Regions from separate parts of the Mus musculus genome. Here region 1 is linked to region 2. The links are chromatin contacts, called in public targeted proximity ligation maps. All regions are on one chromosome and are shown on one strand. The core of a region is the stretch at or near the end of the contact, and the rest is flanking DNA. Distances in the headings are between cores, read along the strand shown. Region 1 has its middle 12 kb from the start of Gm26046. Region 2 overlaps Gm41832 (a long non-coding RNA gene).

Region 1 (2,700 bases), core at 3-2,502, 81 kb after region 2:
GCATCTGATGCTTGCTGGGATAAGGAGAGTCAGTTTTCTTAAATGGTGTGACCACAGTAGGTTGACCACATCCTAGGGCAGGTCCCACTCCCAAGAGGAGTTATGTAATACAAACTGGCCTGGGAAATTTCAAAGAAAAAAAAAAACCAAAACAAAAAACACAAAGGAAAACTTGAAATGAGATGTAAGAATGGGTCTAGGAAGAGTTGGGGGATGACCACATAAGACCAAAGTACGTTGTTAGAAACTCTCAAACAACTAAAAAATGTGATTCTTTAAAAGGGACCGAGTGCCATGGGAATGATTCTCAGATTTCTGACTTGCACATCTGGATGGCCAAAAGCATAGTTCTGAGAATGGGAAAGAACGGACTCGTTGATGGAAGAGCCCCAGTTTGGATGAGCTGCGATAGAAAGACCTGGCATACTCACCTCTGGTCTCAGACAAGTTCCTCTATAGAGGATGCTGGAGCTCGGAGATGTCATTCACAGAGACATTGTGGATCGGCTGCTACCTAACCCATTTCTAGTGTCAGACTCACCTCCTCACTGTCCCTTCCAGACAATCATCATGAGCTCGTGGCTTACACTCGGAACAAGGACTTGGCAGTGTAAATGGCTCATTAAGAGACACTTGTAAAGCAACTTTTGATAAATGAAACAACTCAGATCCCAGAAGCCCCTCCTAAGGTCACCGTGCACCTTCCATGGAAGAGGCTAGAAGTGACATGGGCATTCAAATATTCTTGAAACTCTGCAAGGCAGCTCTACTATTTTGTCTCATCTACAAGTAGAGGAGCCAAAGCACAACATTTTAAGCATTTCTCAAGACTACGTAGCATTAGAATTTGGCTAGTTAGCAACACCAGCACTAGAGACCAGATGTGTCTGACCCCTCTAACCCTCTCACTATTTGCTTTGGGATTATTGTTTTTGCATAATAAGATAATCTAAGAAGTTAACAATGTTTTCTTGCCCTAGAATATGAACCGAGTCTCTTCTTTCCCAAGAGGTCCTTCTCCTCTTCCTCCTTCCATCTTTTCTGTTCCAGAGAGATGCAGAGAGACGGGATTCAATTCTTAAACCGGATTGTTGCTTTGATTGAGAGCACATTTGGTATTCTTGTAAGTGGGCTTCGTGGGGTAAACAGACTCCTTGGCATGGTGGCCTTCATGGAGAAAGCCACTCTCATGCACTGAGAGGGAGGGGACAATTTCCTCAGGCAGCTGCTGTTCTCATCAGTGGTTGTCACTGCCTCAGCTCAGAGGAAAGGGTAGCTCCCAAGCATTAGCTCACTACTATTGCAAAAGGAACTGACCACACCCTCCCATGGCTCGTCTGGCTCGCTTTATTAGGGTGTAAGGTTTTAAAATGAAGACAAAGTCAGTGTGCAAGTCAAAGACCAACAAACTTGTTTCAAATTGGACATGAAACTGTTCTTAAAGTGTTTTCTTGTATACTCCACTCTTGACTTTCTCAAGTCAGAGTTTCGAATCAGCAAATGGTCTCTCTTTTACAGCCATTCTCCCTACTGTTATGGTTTGTTTTGTTCATTTGTTTTGTTTTGTTTGTTTGTTTGTTTGTTTGTAGACCAGGTCCCACTACGTTACTTTCTCTATGTAGACCAGGTTGGCCTGGAACCCACAGCCTTTGTCTGGCCCCCAAGTTCAGGGATTATATTCACCACACCTGGCTTAGAAATTATTTTGAAAATGGAGGCAGAAAGAAGGGACATGATGAAGTACGTTGCTTGGGTTTAAAAAATCATTTATTCTACATTTTCTGGTTGGACAGTATAGAAGACACTGTTCAGGGACAATATACGTTGTCAGGCCATCCTTCCTCTTTCGCTCATCAACAATGAGACTTACATCTGCTACTAGGTATCCAATCAAGGCTCTGTTTCTTTCCGTTATACACGGCACTGCTCTGAACACTCCCATGCTTTCCTCATGTTCCCCACCAGATATGTGCAAGGGTTTCTCTACAAGTACGTTGTGGCTTAGATGGAAATGCCCTTCACAGCCTCATGCATCTGAATACGGGGTCCCCATCTGGTGTAGTTTGGGGAGGTTGTGGAACCTTTTGGATGTTGGACTTAGTTGCTGGCATACGAACATAAAGGTGGGGTTACATTCTTGCTGAACACTCTGCTTCCTGGCTGCTACCATGTAACTAGCCACCGCATGCTTCAACTGTCCCAGCCCTGTGCCATGTCTTCTTGTCATGATGGATGAGTGTAGAGGGAACCAAGATAAAAGTCTTTCTCCCTGATTTTGCTCCTGTCAGGTGCTCGGTCACAGGAGCCAAAAGAGTGGGACTGTAGTCTCCTCAGGGAGAAGAGTGTTTATGCTACAATGTTTTCGGAAGTGGTTACACCACCTTATGCTCCCATGTGTAACATATGCATTCTTTTTCACTTCATGTCTTACCCATACTTTATTGTTAAACTACAAACTTTTTGAGGTTTCATTGGTTGGGTGTCATTCTTTGAATAGGTAATCTTCATAGCCAATAGACTGGGTTCCAAACTTTGTGCTTTTTCAATAGGTATCTTATCTATTCCTAATGTTCTGCATTTCCACATGAATTTTTAAATGGATAACTGTGTTTAAATACACAGTCTACATTTTCCTCATAATTGCATGGAATCCGAAGGGTAATTGGAGAAAGTGAAATCTTGACAGGAATGCCTTTTAAC
Region 2 (2,700 bases), core at 192-2,691:
CCAACACGTACATTTCTTGAAGGCATTTCATGTCAATTTCTATGTGTGATAGACATTTAAATACACTACATGCTTTTAAAAACTAATTAAAAGAACATAGTACTAAATTCTACCCTCACCCTCAAGGATGTTCTATGAAAGCATCCTTAAAATCTCCATTCAGGAGTCCATAAGATGGCAGTTGCTGTGAACTTTGACAACTGGAGTCTGAGCCCAGGATCTACACTGTTGAAGCAGAAGATAGTCTCCTGCAAGATGTCCTCTGACTTCTACATGTGAAGCAGTGTACACACATCTAGAAAATAAAACTTAAAGATTTTTAAAAGTAAAATAAAGTATCTGAATACTAAAAGATTTTTGTTGGGGGACTGAGTCTTAAACGAGACGGGGTTTCACTGTGTGACTCTGGGTGTCCTGGAACTCACTCTATGCCAGGCTGGCCTCAAACTCACATGAACTGCCTGCCTTGCCTCCCAGAGATCCTCATGTCTCTGCCTTTGCCTTGCGCATGCTGGGATGAAAGGCACGCACCACAAAAGACTGGCTTCTATCATTCTTTCTTTTTCCTATTTCCCATATTAAAAAGAGATCTATCACTGCTTTCTGGGAGTGGTTGTCTTTTTGTGATCTTTAGAGAAATCATTTTCAAGGCCTATTTATGACCTCATTATTTTTGAAATTGGAGGTTTTTAAAAGTTCTGTTCTGAGCTAGATAAGCTCAGGGCTAGTCTGCAAAGTGATTACTTGGGACAATAGCTGAGTCTCACCCAAACATGGGAATACACAATGGCCTTGCATATAGGTGGGTTAACCATGAAAGTTAGTGGAAGGGAATTCCCCTGGGACAGGTTTCTTCACTAGGCCCAAAAGAATAGCATAGTCAGGTATCTACTAAGAGCCCCTGGTGGTGGGGTTAACAGTAGACTAGCATTGCATCAGAGCATTCACCTGGCTCCATTTTAAGTGGTAAACGAGGTCTGGTCCCTGCCATCTTTTGATATATACATTCCTTTTGTTTTGTGTCACTGTAACTTGGCGGATGTGCCCGCCTGGCTTTTCTTGTTTTTCTTCTGTATAAAAAAGTCCGGTGTTCATTTGGACATTAAATTCAGAACAACAACAACCAAAAAGTTCTGTTCTAATAAGAATACAGCTGGCTCAAGAGGGTGAAAGCGAGTGACTCTCTGCAAATTAGCTGTCCATACTGTTGGGCGAGGAAGGAATTTATTAAAACAACAAACAAACAAACACAAACAACAGAAAGAAAAGGAAAGCCGAAAGAAGAGGAAAGCCAAGAGAAAAACAAAAGATTTGAGTGAGAAGAAAGGCTCTTGGTTGTAGAAAAGTCTCAAGAAAGAATTTCCTTCCAGTATGATGAGCCACACGTACTCTTTGCCAGGAGGACAGATTCGAAGCCTAGGGAGGAACAGTGAGATCACTCTGCTAGGAGCTCCAGCAGCTGCTAAGGGAGGGGACTGCTCCAAAACCTCCAGGGTGGTCATGCTGCCGGTCATGACACTTTAGACAAACCACAGAAGGATCTAGAGTTGAAGCATTTTATGACAAATTGAGAGAAACCTTTATATTCAGTCCTGAGGAGAGAAACCAATTATGCCCAACAGTTACAGTGTGTTTTTTGAGTTCTAAGCCGCAAGCATCCCGTGAAATGGGCCTCATGACCATTTTGGCTTTATGTGCAGGGGGATGAAGGAACAGGTATCTACCTCACACAGAGTCATGCTGTATGGAGGTGGCTGAGGTGAGCTTCAGAGTCTATCTTTGATCATCAAGCTTATTTCCCTGAATAAGGACTAGATAGATTAGGGTTGGTTTTAAGTGGGGATAAGAAGGCTACATTATTAAAAGGCAAATGTTGAGACATTGGGTTTGGTACCATAAGAGCATACTTTCTAAACCAAAACATCTGGTTTTGAAATCACCCCTTGGCTGCTCATGATCCACAGCGTGAGGCCAGTTCATTTTCTCTGTCTTTTCTCTTCTCCCTTCCCTCAGCGTTGACTTTAGATAGTGCCACTAGAACCAACCACAAAAGATTCAAATGCGCAGAGTCAGTCATTTTTTTCTTAAAGTAATGTGAATTAAGGCAGGGCTGGTTTCCTGAACTGTATAGAGACTCCTAGAGGAAAATAATTTTCGGCTCAAAACTCACCTTGCCTTCTGAGTCAACCCTCTGTGGGAACTCGCCTTAACTCGTTTAAGAGCAAACAGAAGCAGCTTCCTTTCTAGGCAGTGGTGTGATTAGCAGGTCGTGTGGTGGAAATGGTCCCGCCATCCAGGTCTAAAAGGGCACTTGCAGAGGGTGTGGTGGTACACACCAGAAATTTCAGCCCATGAAAGCCTGAGCCAGGGGGCTAGCCTGGGGTCTCAAAACAAAAGGACTGCAGCTAGAGTCTCTCTCTCTCTCTCTCTCTCTCTCTCTCTCTCTCTCTCTCTCTCTCTTTCTCTCTCTCTCTTTGCTCAAAATATGTTCCTTGGAAAGAAATTATTATTACAAAAAGCAATGCAATTTACCAGGGAAAAGGCTACACAGATCTCAGGCAAATCAAAGTCAGGCAGAAGGTATGGCACAGAATCCAGAGCTCTCTGGCTGTGCCAGGGAAAGGGTGGCACCGGCTCTTTTCTACCCTCTGGCTGTCCTGACTTTGCTTTTTTTTTTTTCTCCATAGATAATCAACCTGT

What was found.
Region 1: a contact with region 2 is called in a targeted proximity ligation map of fibro-adipogenic progenitors, with 2.7 times the contacts expected there. A contact is called at or near these places in 5 of 39 promoter capture datasets (the 3T3-L1 cell line, embryonic stem cells, hippocampal neurons and 2 more), 2 of 484 Hi-C or Micro-C datasets (nephron progenitors and uterus) and 2 of 130 datasets of targeted methods (CD8 T cells and fibro-adipogenic progenitors).

Annotation. Positions count from the first base shown.
Region 1 is chr19:29,972,344-29,975,043 of GRCm38.p6, forward strand. No RefSeq gene overlaps it. Among named protein-coding and RNA genes, the nearest start is that of Gm26046, 12 kb to the right of the region's middle.
Region 2 is chr19:29,890,745-29,893,444 of GRCm38.p6, forward strand. All of the region lies in intron 2 of Gm41832 (a long non-coding RNA gene), which reads right to left. Among named protein-coding and RNA genes, the nearest start is that of Gm36209, 15 kb to the left of the region's middle.